4 separate regions of the Mus musculus genome follow, and all the other regions are linked to region 1. A link is a contact called in public HiChIP or PLAC-seq and promoter capture Hi-C data. All regions are on one chromosome and are shown on one strand. Each heading gives the region's core, a stretch centred on a gene start, on an enhancer-like site or on the middle of the called end of the contact. The rest is flanking DNA. Distances are from core to core; before and after follow the strand shown. Region 1 holds the start of Hspb8 (heat shock protein 8). Region 2 overlaps Ccdc60 (coiled-coil domain containing 60). Region 3 holds the start of Srrm4 (serine/arginine repetitive matrix 4). Region 4 holds the start of Ccdc60 (coiled-coil domain containing 60).

Region 1 (3,416 bases), core at 489-2,988:
GGAAATAAAAAAGTCTCTTTATCTGCTTACATAAACCCACTTATACACACACACACATGCGTGCACACTACAGATTAGGATTTCCTCTGTGAGGAATAGCATAGTAGGACAACATAGTAACATTTAAAAGAATAACGAGAGGGACATATTAGGTAATGAGGAAGGATAGAATGTAGGCAAAGGACACATAAGTCATGAAAGATATTAGAAACATATTTTTTTTTCCTAGTTTGCATCCCATCACAGATTTGGTGTGTGTGTGGAGTGGTTCTATGTATGTACAGGGTTCATAAAGGGGGTTCCAGGGCACGGCTGTTCTGTGTACAGGGGTTCGCTGAAATGGATAGCATTTGGGACTAGGCAGATGTTCAAGCTTCACCCCACTGTGTCATGTTTTTATTTATGAACCCATGGCGACAAATGATTTTACAGAAGGAGGAGGATTAGAGGTGCAGCTAGCTCTGTGCTGAAATTCTTTCCAGAATGTATAAGGCAGTCAATGAAAAAAAAAAAAGTTTTCTGATGACTTATGACCATTAACTCTCCTGCCGAATGGGACAGTCATACAGTCCTGGAGCTTGTAGCTCTCAGTGCGCGGAAGAGGAGGGTTCCACCACCTGTTTATGAAGCACTTATGAGCAAACATTATGCAACCGATAAGTTGAAAGTTGAAAACTTAAAAGCACAGACTCCTCTCCGAAGTCTATGATGTCACGCATTCCTGACGACACGTCCCAGAGCAGGTTCCTCTCCTGCCCCATTCCACAGGTGGAAAACAGGCAGCTCAGACATGCCTTGGAGTTATATTGCCTCTGATAGAAACTCTTCCCTTGACCAAACTGCAGGCAGACTCCTCCTTGGAGGCCCAGGGGTGCATTCTCTTCACCCAGTTTTAACAAGAACAAGTCAGTTTAGACACAATCCCTATAATTCCATCACCCCCTGATCACCTCTTCCCATGCTTGATCAGTGGTTTTCAAAGCGAGAGCTGGCCACCCCAGTCTGTAGATATAGAGGACTCCAGTTAGATCAGTTTATCCAGAATTCCCTCTGGTCCCTGGATTCCCCCCTGGTCATTTCCCATCCATTGGCCCCCATTCTGCCTCCAGGCTGTAAATCCTCAGTGGCTCAGGCTGTGCTGGGAGTTGAACCCGATCTGTTTTCTCACCCCAAGACCTACCTATCCCAATAGACTCTGACTGACAACGTCCCTCTTTTCATAACTTAAACTGCCGTTTTTTAAAATTTCGTTCTCAGAAGTCTGAGGCTGTAAGACTTGGGCCATACTGTAAGTGGGGATTCCTTGTACTTCTTGATCCAATGAGGGGCTGTCTCTCTTCTGCGAGTCCCTAGAGTAGGAGGCAAGACAGAACATGCACTGAAGATGGTATTTCCAGAGTGTGACCTGAGCCCTCAGCCAGGCGGAGGGTTATTAATAGTCTGGCTTTAGTGCCCTGCGGGGCACGGGTGGATGGAGTGGACGCTGCTGGAGGCAGAGGGAGGGCGGGGGCGGAGCGGAGCAGGAGGAGGAGGAGAGAGTGCCTGAGAGGCTGGCTGGACCCGGACGCCACGGCCCCTCCCAGCTCCCCACCCGCTCCCAGAGCCCAGTTGTTCTCTCAGCGGATTCTCAGGGACTGGTTCATCACCTTTGAATACTCCTGTGACAGGAGGCGCTTGCAAAACCCGCCCCCAGCCCCCAGCAGCAAATAAATAGAAGGCTCCCAGCCCAGAAGCCAGGAGAAGTTTCTAGGCTCGCGAGTCCCCGAGCTTTATTAAACTCCTGGCTGTGCTCAAGACCTCAGCAGGCTTTGGCTGGGAGCCGGGGCAGCCTGGGAGGAAGGCAGCCGGTGGCTTACTGATAGCCAAGCGAGAGAGAGAGGCCCTCTGGGATTCTGCTGGGCCCGCTTAGGGAGGGGGTCACCTTTGTAAGCCAGGACCCCAGCTCAATTCTGGGCAGCCAGCGGATGGTTGGGCTCGTGGCTGAAGGAAGATCAGCATTTTCTGAAGTGGAGAACTAAATTCTGAAAGCCATCTCAAGCCACATCACCTTGCTGTGTGACCTTTGGGTAGGTGGCTCTGTCTCTCTGAGCCTCTGTTTCCCCCTCTAAGTTCGACCAACATCATGGCTGACGGGCAATTGCCTTTCCCGTGCTCCTACCCAAGCCGCCTGCGCCGAGACCCCTTTCGGGACTCACCGCTCTCCTCCCGCCTTCTGGACGATGGCTTTGGCATGGACCCTTTTCCAGACGACTTGACAGCCCCTTGGCCAGAGTGGGCTTTGCCTCGGCTCTCCTCTGCCTGGCCTGGAACCCTAAGGTCTGGCATGGTACCCCGAGGGCCTCCAGCCACAGCTAGGTTTGGAGTGCCCGCTGAGGGCAGGAGTCCCCCACCCTTCCCTGGGGAGCCTTGGAAAGTGTGTGTCAACGTGCACAGCTTCAAGCCGGAAGAGCTGATGGTAAAGACCAAGGATGGATACGTGGAAGTTTCAGGTGAGTCGGGGCGGGCAGGGTCCTGCTTGTGTGTGTGAGTGTGTGTGTATGAGTGAGTGTGTGTGTGTGTTGTGTGCTCGCATGTGCGCCATCACAGGTTCAGCCCAGAAAGAACTTCAGTAGAAGGGACCTGTGACAGACCACATGGCACAGGTGATCTCAGGGCTCAAGAATGCAACCCACAATGTTACCTTCAGAGACAAGTGTTTCTCAGTGGGCAACAGAATGAGTTTGGATATGACGTAGTAGCTGGGGTCCTCAGGACCCTGTGCCCCACCCGAGAGCTGGCAGAAGCCAGGCTAGACATTTTGAAATAGATAATTTAATATAAAGAATAAATGGATGCACCTAGGACTTCTGGAGACATGGGGAGAGGGGTTAGCACACTGACTCGCCGTGCGATCACTAGACAAGGAGACTAAAGTTGGATGGTAATGTCTGCAGTATGGCTCCTATCCTCGGCGAAGAGCTGTCTGCCAGGCGATATGCTGAACCACGACTTCAGCATCACATAGCACTTGTGTTAGTACAACCATACAACCAGAGGACAGGGTTTGTGTGTCCACATCTCCCTTTTGTACTTTAGGAAACGGAGGAACATAGAGGATTAGCATAATTTGTATTTGTTCAAGGTAGCAAAGGGTTCAAACCCAGGAAGGATATATATATATATATATATATATATATATATGTGTGTGTGTGTGTGTGTGTGTGTGTGTGTGTTATATGTAATATATATGTGTGTGTAATATATATGTAATATATATATATATATACATACATATATATATATATATATATATATATATATATATATATATATATATATATGTATATATATATTTCCTCTGGCCCTTCACCCCATGGCTGTCTACTCCCCTTCTTGCAGCTGAGGAGGCCTAGTTCCAGGACATACAGTGAGTCAGC
Region 2 (3,416 bases), core at 544-3,043, 200 kb after region 1:
ACCAGGACTCTGTCTTCCAGATGTTTATCACTGCTGGCCTGTGAGTGCCATTGGGGGGCGGGGGACAGTGGGAGTGGTTTCCTGAGGTCCTGCTGCAGTGCCAACCAAGTTGCAGAGCTACAGGTTGTGTCTTGTCCCCTAGATGTGTCGGGCAGATGGCGGGGTTGCAAATCCTCTAACACAGCAATGCATTCTCTTCCTAGTGTGATGACCCAGACCCCTGATACACGGCACATTTCCCTCTGTCACCCATGGAAACAGTACATGGAGCTAGTCAGATGAGTGACTGTGAGCCCAGATTCCGTTCCCAGCACCCAAGTGGCTCGGCTCACAATGCCTCCGATAACTGCAGCTCCAGGGGACCCAACATCCACTTCTTTCTGGTCTCCATAGGTACCCGCACTCACCTGCACAGATGGACACATGGACACATAATTTAAGAATAAAGTAAAAATTTTGAAAATATACATGAAAGTTGGACACCATCATGGTTTGGTTGCTGCGTGTCCCCCTCACCCCAAAGGTTTACCCATCAGAGCTGGGGTGATGGCTCACTGAGGAAAACACTTAACTTGCAGGCATGAGGACCCATGTTTGATCCCAGAACACACACACACACACATACATACAAGCACTGTGGCATGTGCCATCCAGCAGTGGTGGGAGTGGCAGGGAAAGACTGTGTTGGAAGCGGGTCACTTTTCATGTTGTATACTATTCTGCAGTCTAGATGCAGCAGGATGGTTCAGTCTGTCTTCCCTTGTGGCATGTGCAGGTATTTGTCTTTACAAGCAACTGAGTGGCCTTGCTATGGTGCCTCCGCATCCCTGTCAGGAATATTCTCTTGCGGGATGCTTAACCACAGATGTTGGATCTAAGGGGCATGCATGGTCCTTCTGAAAGGTTTTCACAGTGTGTTTCCCACAAGCTTTAGAAGTGTGCCATCCTGCTGTCCCACACTCCCGGACCCTGACACAGGTCCAAGGCAAAACAGGGCCAACCAGCGACAGCCCAGAGCCTCCCAAACCATGTGCTGGAGTAGAACTTTGCTCTGCGTAAATTGATTCTCGCTAGACACAGGGCCCTCTGTTAGTCCAGCTTCACCTGGAGCACCTGTGTTAATGTCCCTCTCCCCTCTCCTCTCCTGTCTTCCCCAGCAGGCCTCAGACAAGACAGCGAAGAACTCCAAATATATAGACAAGGAGATAGCAAACCTTAAGAAGGATCTTATGCGAAGCCGGTGAGTGAGCCCTGGGAGGGATGACTTGTGAGCCGCAGGCACTGCGGGCCAGGCTGGGGACAGGGAGCGGGGGGGGGGGGGGGGGGGGGGGGGGCGAGCCTCTCCATAGACATTCATCGGAAGACCTGGTGTGCCAGGGAAAGAACACAGGGGATCAACGCGTCCGAGACGCCTCCCCTCCCGGCATCTGTCCCACGCTGCTGAATGATGGGTGGGCCTACGTGGGGGTGGGGTGGGGGGGACAGGGCTGGAGGATAGGTCACAGGGTTAAACAACCCCGAGAGCTACAGGCCCTTTCCATGTGAGAGGTGGCTCTGTCTACTCTCCTGGGGCCTGGCCATGATGTAATCTCTAAATTGTGCCGGTGCACACTAGAAAGGGAGCAGACAGAAGCGAGTTCAAATGAAGAACTGTCTGGATTGGGTCAGCCTGTGGCCATGACGGTGAAGGGTTTCTTCTTAAGTGAGATGATCAGGAAGGAAAGAACCACCCTGAGCATGTGTGGCTTTACCCCCTGGTCTGGGTCCTGGGCGCTTTCATTTCTCTCTGCCCTGGCTGGGGATGTCATGTGACCAGCTCCTTCCAATCCCTGCCTTGACTTTCCCAGAGGATGCTCTATAGCCTGGATGGAGTTGTAAAGCAAAAACAAAACAAAACAAAACAAAAACAAAAACACCTTTTCTTCCCCTAGAACATTCTCCAAGAGAGAGGGGGAAGAGCAATGAACAGCTTAGAGTCCACTGTTCCCAGCGGAAGCACGCATGCGTCGCGTACTAACATGCACCCCTCCAGGTTCCCAGTGTCTCCTCGCCCTCTCCCGTCCATGACCTGGAGAAAGTTCCAATCCCGAAACCCCCATGTGACTTTGTTTGTAACAAGGGCCACTAGATGGGTAACTGAGGGTCAATGAAGTCAAATGTCCTTATCCAGTCTGTGTCCTTATAAGAAAAGGGAGAGCGGTCAGAAATCCATGCACAGAACAAGAGGTTTCACAAAGAGCCGCAGTTAGCATAGGCAATGTCCAGGAGCCCATACTTTTGAACATGTGGTCCCCAGTGGGTGGCGCTGTTTCAGGAGGCTGTGGGACCTCCCTGGAGAAGGTAGGGCGTTAGGATCCAGCCTTGAGGTTCTATGGTTCAGCCACACTTCCTGGTCTGAGTCCTGATGGCAGCCCAGCCAGACTTGTGGGTCTGCCGCCATGCCTCCCCCACCATGACTGACTGTATTCCTTCTGCAACATCAGCTGCAATAAACTCTTCCTCTCCTAAGCTGGTTTTAGGTGGGGCATTCCATCGCAGCATCAGAGAAATAATGAATACAGAGAGTGTTGAAGCAAACGCCCTCCCAGCTCTGGGTCTGCTGACGCCATTGTATCTGCATGTGTCTGAGAGTATGTATATGTGTGTGAGTGAGTATGTGCATGTGTGTGAGAGGGTATGTGTGTATTTGTATGTGAGTGTGTTTTGTGTGTGATTGCATGTGTGTTGAGTGTGTGTGAGAGTGTGTATCTGTGTGTCTGTGTGTAAAGTTTGTAATAATTTATACAGAGAGATCCTAGGTCTGATGCCTGAAGGAGAGAGAGAGCCATTCACACAAAGGGGGAGCAGCCGTGGTTCTTCAGAGCATGAGTTGAGGGGGTGATGAAGTCAGGACATGCTGGGCATACTGCAGCATCAGAGGGGCCTGTGTAGAGCCTCGGGGTAAGCTAGGTTGAGAGAGGAAAGAGATGGAGCTAAAATGTCAGGAAGGCCATGCAGAAATGTTTGGCGTAGCTGCTGGAGGGTTCTGAGCAAGAGGGGGTAGTCAGATTTTAAAAAAATAACTACACTCACTTCGTAGAGATGGCCTGGAAGGTCGTGGTAAGGGTGATGCTTGTGAGGGTCAGGAAAAGAAACAACAGGAAGAGGACGGACTCAGAGTTGCAGCCATCAGACTGGGTGTTGGTGTGGGCGTGGGAGCTGAAGAGAAAGGCAGCACCCGTGTCTGAAGGCCCATCTGCCTGTTAGGATGTAGAGGCTCAAAGCCCTGTCCTGTTCATGCTATGCTCCCAAATAAGGATTCATAGGATGGATTTTGTTATTCACCTTGATAACTTAGCTAACACTGCAGAAGAAGATTAACATGCCAGTAAAAAATGATACACACACATGCATATAAACCATACACACACACCTCA
Region 3 (3,416 bases), core at 487-2,986, 170 kb before region 1:
TTTTTTTTTTCTCTCTCTTTAAATAGTCAAGGCTAAGAGGGAAGACAGCTCGATGGCTTTTAAAGTGACAGCCATCCAAGGGTTGCTAGGTCCTAGACGCAATCTAAGAATGAGGAATTTGAATGCAGGGGATCAGGACATGGAAAGTTCACTCCCTGGTTTACTTTCCTCTGTCCTCAAGTCTCCCAGCCCCAACCCCATCCCACCTCCTAATCTCTGCTACTCCCTTTAAAAGCCAACAAAATGCACTTCTAGTTACTGACCAGAAGGGGTCACTGCGGAGTGAGCGCTTGGCGCTCCTAAACCGGTACACAGCCATCACACACAGCCATCACACACAAACTCCTCCTGTAGCCTCTTCCAGGCCAACGCTCACTCCTTGTTCCTGTGTCCCGGCTTCTCTTGCCCCATCCTGTCCTCCTCTCCCCTACTCTGCTCCCCCCTCCGTGTACCTCCTATTCTCTTACAAAGGACTTACTTACAAAGTTCGCACTGATGTTGGGGGTGGGGGTGGGGGTGTCTTCGCTCCCCACTGCTACTAGGTCAACAAAAATTAGAGAATTTTTTCTGCCTTCAGGGTGGAACCCGGTGTCAGTGCTTGGAGGTTTGTAAGACTTAGCAGAAGCTCCTTGTAGGAGTTTCACTTTTAAACCCTGGCGGTAGGTGAAACTCCCAAGTATTAAAAGGCTCCAGAGGAGAAATGGGCTGGGGAAATCTCACTAAGATATCTTCCCTAAGAAGACCCTTACGGCAAAACGGGGAGACATTGTTGTCTACTGCCTGCGCATCTGGAGTTTGAGATTCTGAGTCTCTGCTGGGACTGGGAGAGTAGGGGGGAGGAAGAAGATGGAAAGACCAAAAAGTTACTTGTAATCCTCGGAAGCCCTCCCCCCCCTTCCCCCCTCAGTCTTTCTTTGCCAAATCGGACTGTTGTTTCACACCCAGGCTGCGGGTTCTCAGGGGGGTGGGGGAGGGGTGTTCTTTTGGAGGGCTTTGGCAGCGGGGACGCGAAGCAGGCCGGCTGCGAGGCACAAAAGAGATATCCTTTATAGCGCCGCAAGCACAGATGTGACGCTGCGCCCCTCTGCGGGTGGGGGCCGGCTCGACAGATGGCGAGAAACCGCGCTGGTGACGGATTGTCCGTCAAATGGCATTTTCGGGGTGGGGGGGTGGAAGAGCCCCCCAGGCGTAAAGAAAATCATAGGGGCACCCACACACACACACTTTGCAGACCTCGGCAGTCCATCCCAGAAGTGGGGTGGGTGAAGGCAGGTTGGCGTGGGTGGATAGGTGGGGCATTTTTTAGTAGCTCCCTCAATGGAAGATGCTCCCCAAGTCTTGCAAAAGGATAGGGAGGTGGCCCAGGCCCGGGAGTGCGCATGTAAGGGTTGAGGGGAAGGCCTGCGACGATGGAGGAAGGGTGAGGGCTAAGAGAAAGAATCTCCTTTTTGATTCTGTTTGAGGTGTTGGGGTCGCTTCTCAGAGGGGTCAGAGTCGCAACTCTGTGGCCACGGGGCCTTAGAGACAAGCGCTCGCCCCTCCCTTTCTCCTCCTCAGACCTGCGGGCTTTTGTTATGCAGATGGCGGCGGGAGGCTGAGCCAGAGAAGGAGGGGTTGCTGGGGAAGGAGGAGACGGAGAAGGGGAGGGAGGAAAGTACAGCTCGCGCGACCAGCCTCCCCTTCCAACGTCACATTGTGCAAGAGACAAAACCCGGGCGCGCCGGAGCTCACACGCGCACGCACGGCAGACGCCCCGGTCGCCTCCTCTCTGTTCTCTGCGCGGTAGAGAAAGCCGGCTAGCTTTGCTTCGCCGAAGACACGGAGCTCAGCCTGCTCCCAGCGCAGCTCAGAGCCAAGCCAAGAGGTGAACCCAGCCGGGGAACCACCTTCTTTCTCCGCTGCCTGCCTAACCCGAGACGTCCCGTTCTATCCCATCCCCCGCCCTGAACTCCGATCTCTCCCCACCCCACCCCTTGGGGGTTTCACGCGGACAGCGCCCCGGAGCCCAGGGCGTGTCATCGGGTTTGTAATCCACGTTTCAGCACTTCGGACAGCGCCCCAGGCTCCCGGGCTCCTTGGGCTTTCAGGATGGCTAGCCTGCAGCAGGGCGAGAAACAGCTGTTTGAGAAGTTCTGGAAAGGGACCTTCAAAGCAGTGGCCACTCCGCGTCCCGAGAGCATCATCGTCGCCAGTATCACAGCCCGCAAGCCGATGCCAAGGTAATGACCTCGTTCATGAGTTAGGGACACTGGGAGGTCCCCCCCCCTTTTCTTGCCTGTGCCCCAGAATCTTGACGGGTGGACGCAGGCAACTGGAACAGGGTGTCTGGACTAAGCCCGTCGTACCCGGTATCTCACGCCGGAACATGAGAAATTATCGCTTGTGTAAGGGAGAGGCTGTTGAAAAGGGACAGGAATTTTTTGACGGGGAACAACACTCCTACAGACTCCGCACCTCCTATGCAAACCCCCTTGCTTTCTTAGGGTGGGCGGTGTGGCTCGGGGTACGTACTTGACTGAAAACTTTTCGAGCTATCGCCAAGTGCATAGGTCAGGGGAGCAAAGCAGTGGTGGATTTGAGGTGTCAGGGGATGCTGTACAAGACATGAACTCAGCTCAGCCAGTGTTCAATACAAGCATTCTAACCCTTGGCCCAGAAACTAGCGGGTCTCTGAACATTTCAACAAAAGCCCATATGCTATTCCCTCAGATACGCTCGCTCCAAGCAGCACCCTCCTCCGTGTCTTAGCCTAAGCTGCTGCTCGTGTTGAATTCTTTCTTTTTCAGCACCCAAAACCAAAACTCTAAAGCTCAAAGTCAGCATGAAGATAATACTGAAAGTTTTACTTTATTTTATTTTTTAAGGATCTGGTGGCTTTGAACTTTGGAATGAGTTGGGGTGCTGGAGCAGTAGTTAAAAAAAAAGACAGGAGGGGAGAGGATGGGAAGAAATACAAAGGCAGGAGAAAAAGAAGACAAGAGGGGGTTGAGGGGGCACAGAGCCTTCCACAGCAGAGAAATACCCAATATTTTCCTAGATCGTTAGATTCAGAAGTCTTTGAGAGGGCTGTGCCCTCTGTCAGAGAAAATCAAGGCTGTATAAAAACTCATCTTTTGCTGCTGCTGGCTGAGCGGTTCTGAGAGTTAAAGGGACGATCTGGGGGGGGGGGCGCTCGCAGGATTGATTAATCCTGGCAGGCTGCATTAGGGACTAGATGGAAAACATGTCTGGGAAAAGAGCCTCTGACAGATGCCTCATCCAGCTCCAACTAACTCTGAACTTCCCAGCAAGTGTGGGGTCGACGAAGGCTGACTGGAGAAATAGATCCGAGAAGAGTAAGCCCACATCCAGGAACTTTTCTTTGTTCTGACTGATGCTCAAGCAGGTCTTTTAAACAAATGGAGCATCCAGTGTGG
Region 4 (3,416 bases), core at 645-3,144, 130 kb after region 1:
AAGAAAGCATGGTCCCAAGGCTGGAGTGATGGCTCCACGGTGAAGAGTGACTACTGCTCTTTTAGTGGGCCCAGGTTTGGTTCCCAGGGTCCACATAAGGCAGCTGACAACTTCCTGTATCTCCAGCTCCGGGGGAATATGACGCCCTCTTCTGACCTCCATGAGTACTGCACTCAAGTATATACACACACACACCAGCACACACACAAGTAATCTTCGAAGCAAAAGCTGTCTGCATTCACAATAGAGGTTTTATTCCTCCATGAAATTACTCAGTTTCAATGGATAGAAATGGAAATTATGTTAGGCAAAATAAGGCACCCTCAAAAAAAAAAAAGACAAGAATTTCGTGTTTTCTTTTATATTTTGGAGTCTAGGGGGAAGAAAGTGCAAGAGTGAGGGAGGGAGGGGAATGCGGAGGGGATGGAGTGAACTGTTTGAATTCCATTACATGCCACATGGAAGTACCCTAGTGGAACCCAGGACACTAGCCCAATCGCTAGTAAACAACGACGTTATGCTTGTGTGTAGATTTTCTCAAGCTGAGCACAAACCGTCCTCCTGTTCCTCCAGATCATGCAGAGCTAGCTGGCTCCGTCCAACCCCAGACCCACAATGCCCTAGAACCTGTTCTCCTGCTCTCCCAGCCTGAGCAGTTCCTACCCTGCCCAGCTTTCTCAGGCCCGGCCCAATCCTCTAAACAGGGCTTTGTTTATCTGCAGCCTTCAGAAAACCACTCCCGGTAGTTGACGAATGCTACCCATGGAGGAAAGCAGGCAGACCCAGACTTCCTGTGGAGAGGAGGGTCAGAGTCAGTCTGCAGACAATGGAAACAAAATAACAGTCGGAGGGGGGCCGTTTCAGTGCTGAGAGAGCGAAAGCCATCCTGCGGTGGGAGGGGTCACTAAGAAAGATGGAGCCTGGGTGGGACCGTAACCCTCACTGCTCAAGGTTTGGGGAAGAAACACAAATGGATTGAGACGGAATAAAATACACCCAAGGGGAAGGCAAATGAATCAAAATATATGGGTTAAATTGCTGCAGGCTGGCACAGAGCAAGTGATCAATAAATATTAGTCAGCGTTAACATCTGCTCCTCTGTGAGCCCAGAGCTGGGAGAACGCCCGATTCTTGCCAGAGTCAGTACCTGCCGGCAGGCACCTCTCCACCTGGGCTACCGACATGTGTTATTTCTTTAATTCTTAGCAACCATTGGTAATCCTGCAGCCCCCATTTTAAAGACCTGGTAGCCCCAAACTCACAAAGTTAGGTTTCTTACTTCAGTGGGTAAAACCTTGGGGTTTACAATCAGTCTGTCTGGGGCTGGGATGTCAGGCAGTTCAGAGATGTTGTGCTGTGAAATACACAAACAGCACGCTGTATATTGTAGGCTCTCGATAAATGTCATACCGACGCACGTATACTAATACTCGTAAATACATATAAATGGGCGTGTGCATGAAGCTGTATCTGTAATGTGGGCTTTGAAGGTTCTGTAGGAGTTTTTTCAGATGGGAAGAATAGGCACCTGGAGCTGATAATTGCAGAGCTGAAGGCACACACTTGCGAGGGGTTTAATATAAAGCCTGAGGAAAGCCTCGTGGCAATCAGCAACAGGTGAAACCGACTTTGAAGGGAAGAAACCTTATAGGCGAGTAGAGAGAAGACTGGAGTCCTCGGGACTGAGCAGAGAAATTTAAATACCTCCTCAACCCCGACCCCGAAAGAGTTTGGACAATGTGGCTCCCTGGCCAGCCACCAGCTCAGAGCCCCTTTCCAGCAACCCAGAAGAATTCCGGTCCAGGTCTCCACCAATCCTGGCCGAGGAGGAAGCGTCTGCGCGCCTTGGCGTCCGGTTGCCAGGTAACCGAGCGTGCCCTACTTGGCAGTTTTAAGCCCCAAGGCCGAGCCCCATGGTGGGGCCCGCCTTACTCCCTCGTCTCGCTGGCCGAGGGTGGGGCTTTTGTCTATAGAGTTTTATTTTTACTTTTTTCAGTTTACATTTTATTTTGCTTATAGGAGAAAAATATCTTCTCCCTTAAAAGAGAGAAAACGTATAAAACCGACTTTGTGCAAGTTAAACAGTCTCAGGTTTGCCTGCTCGGGCCTAGCAAAGGCTTCCTTACCCAGATGCTCCGCTTTGCAACAAGAAATCTCTTCGCAGTCTCTGGACTTGGGACTTGGGGGCCTGGGAGAACTTTCTGGACCGTTTCACACCAGTGAGTGTTGCGAAGTCAAGAATCTGAAAAAGCAACAAGTTTTTCACTGGAGGCACGGGCTTAAAGGCTGAAGGTTGTTTTGTTGTTGTTAGTGGTGGTGGTTTTTTGTATTTTTTTTTCAAGATGACCAAAGTGCCAGCCACCAAAAAGTTACAAAAAATCACCAGCAAGAAGGCCCTTTGGCTCTTTTCCAGCGCAGATCAACTGACTCAGGTAAGTCACTGTCTCTCTGTTAACAAGAGCAATGGATTAGGTTCAGGCCCGCCCAACGGGAGGGGGGCGGGGCTGGACGAGGGCCTAGGTATGATGAACTTGTCCAGACATCCCTGTTGCTCTCGATGGCTGGCTTCTCACGGTGAATGAAAACACGGATCAGAGCTGCGAGCTATCCATTAGGCAGTAATTCCAAACTGATGGACTAAATTGATGCGAGACACTGTAGAAAGTAGGGGAAAAATGAAGATGAATTGTAGACTGGTATCACAGAACTTAGTTCCAGAGATCCACTGGGGTGGAGAGACAAGCCTTTCCTATCACTCTGTGGAGAGGTTGGTTGCAAGGGTGTCACGTTCTGAGGGGTGGGGACGGGGTCCAGGTTGGGCTGGCTGTCGCTGTCAGGCAAGTTTCTCCACACACCCCCCCACCCCCCCACCCCAGCCTTTCTTTCTCCGTGATAAGACCGGGATGGGCCAAAATAATAGTAAGAGACTCGAGTATAGAGATGGTCCGTCTACGTGTATGTGATTGCGTCCTTGGTACGACTTGGGTCCGGGGGTTTCTAGATGCAAATGTTATAACTGGGTAGATGATGTTTTAAGTACATTTAACTTTGATGTCTTCAAAGTCTAACTCCACCACAGTTAGCCAAGGGAGGGAGGGTGGGGATGGCAGCTGCTCCACCTACAGCTTGTGGAGGGAGGATTTAAAGCCCTCCAGTTTATACATGGCCCAATATGTCCCCAGGCTCTTTTTCGTTTACAATTTTGTTTTGTTTATACTGTGTTTAGGAGTCTTGCCTGCATGCTTAGATGTGCTCTGTACATGCCTCATACCTGTGGAGGGTGTTAGATTCCCTGGGACTAGAGCTAAAGATGATAGTGAGCTGCTGTGTGTGTACAAAAAATGGAACCCTAGTGAGCTGCAGTGTGTATATACCACCTAGTCCCCTGCAAGAATATCAAGCGCTCTTAACCTCTG

Evidence for each region. Promoter capture Hi-C pulls out the DNA fragments that hold promoters and counts their contacts. HiChIP or PLAC-seq counts read pairs in DNA pulled down with a chosen protein or histone mark.
Region 2: a promoter capture Hi-C map of embryonic stem cells shows a contact between it and region 1, with 2.7 times the contacts expected there. The contact joins the enhancer-like site here to the promoter of Hspb8 in region 1. A contact is called at or near these places in 9 of 39 promoter capture datasets (the 3T3-L1 cell line, the HPC-7 cell line, cranial neural crest and 5 more), 1 of 15 datasets of contacts at CTCF or cohesin (embryonic stem cells), 4 of 484 Hi-C or Micro-C datasets (the N1E-115 cell line, embryonic fibroblasts and embryonic stem cells), 15 of 115 datasets of contacts at active chromatin or transcription factors (astrocytes, embryonic basal ganglia, embryonic fibroblasts and 5 more) and 3 of 9 other capture datasets (adipose tissue, embryonic stem cells and pancreatic islet).
Region 3: a contact with region 1 is called in an H3K4me3 HiChIP or PLAC-seq map of embryonic midbrain, with 2.2 times the contacts expected there. The contact joins the promoter of Srrm4 here to the promoter of Hspb8 in region 1. A contact is called at or near these places in 14 of 39 promoter capture datasets (the 3T3-L1 cell line, 3T3-L1-derived adipocytes, the HPC-7 cell line and 9 more), 1 of 484 Hi-C or Micro-C datasets (the N1E-115 cell line), 2 of 115 datasets of contacts at active chromatin or transcription factors (embryonic forebrain and embryonic midbrain) and 1 of 9 other capture datasets (liver).
Region 4: a contact with region 1 is called in an H3K27ac HiChIP or PLAC-seq map of epiblast stem cells. The contact joins the promoter of Ccdc60 here to the promoter of Hspb8 in region 1. A contact is called at or near these places in 6 of 39 promoter capture datasets (the HPC-7 cell line, cranial neural crest, frontonasal cranial neural crest and 3 more), 1 of 484 Hi-C or Micro-C datasets (uterus), 8 of 115 datasets of contacts at active chromatin or transcription factors (astrocytes, embryonic basal ganglia, embryonic forebrain and 3 more) and 2 of 9 other capture datasets (liver and pancreatic islet).

The regions. Positions count from the first base shown.
Region 1 is chr5:116,421,186-116,424,601 of GRCm38.p6, reverse strand. It overlaps Hspb8 (heat shock protein 8), which reads left to right and starts at 1,738. Exons shown (of 3, transcript NM_030704.3): 1 at 1,738-2,489. The coding sequence starts at 2,123. It overlaps Gm42009 (a long non-coding RNA gene), which reads right to left and starts at 1,609. Exons shown (of 2, transcript XR_878709.3): 1 at 1,181-1,609.
Region 2 is chr5:116,223,093-116,226,508 of GRCm38.p6, reverse strand. It overlaps Ccdc60 (coiled-coil domain containing 60), which reads left to right. Exons shown (of 14, transcript NM_177759.3): 2 at 1,158-1,240. Among named protein-coding and RNA genes, the nearest start is that of Gm36502, 7.3 kb to the left of the region's middle. Within about 2 kb of position 1,793, at least 3 of the 459 cell types and tissues checked have an H3K27ac peak or open chromatin away from gene starts, as enhancers often do. A contact at or near this core is called in embryonic stem cells, where this site is marked.
Region 3 is chr5:116,590,137-116,593,552 of GRCm38.p6, reverse strand. It overlaps Srrm4 (serine/arginine repetitive matrix 4), which reads left to right and starts at 1,736. Exons shown (of 13, transcript NM_026886.3): 1 at 1,736-2,219. The coding sequence starts at 2,089.
Region 4 is chr5:116,287,463-116,290,878 of GRCm38.p6, reverse strand. Ccdc60 (coiled-coil domain containing 60) reads left to right here and starts at 1,894. Exons shown (of 14, transcript NM_177759.3): 1 at 1,894-2,432. The coding sequence starts at 2,343.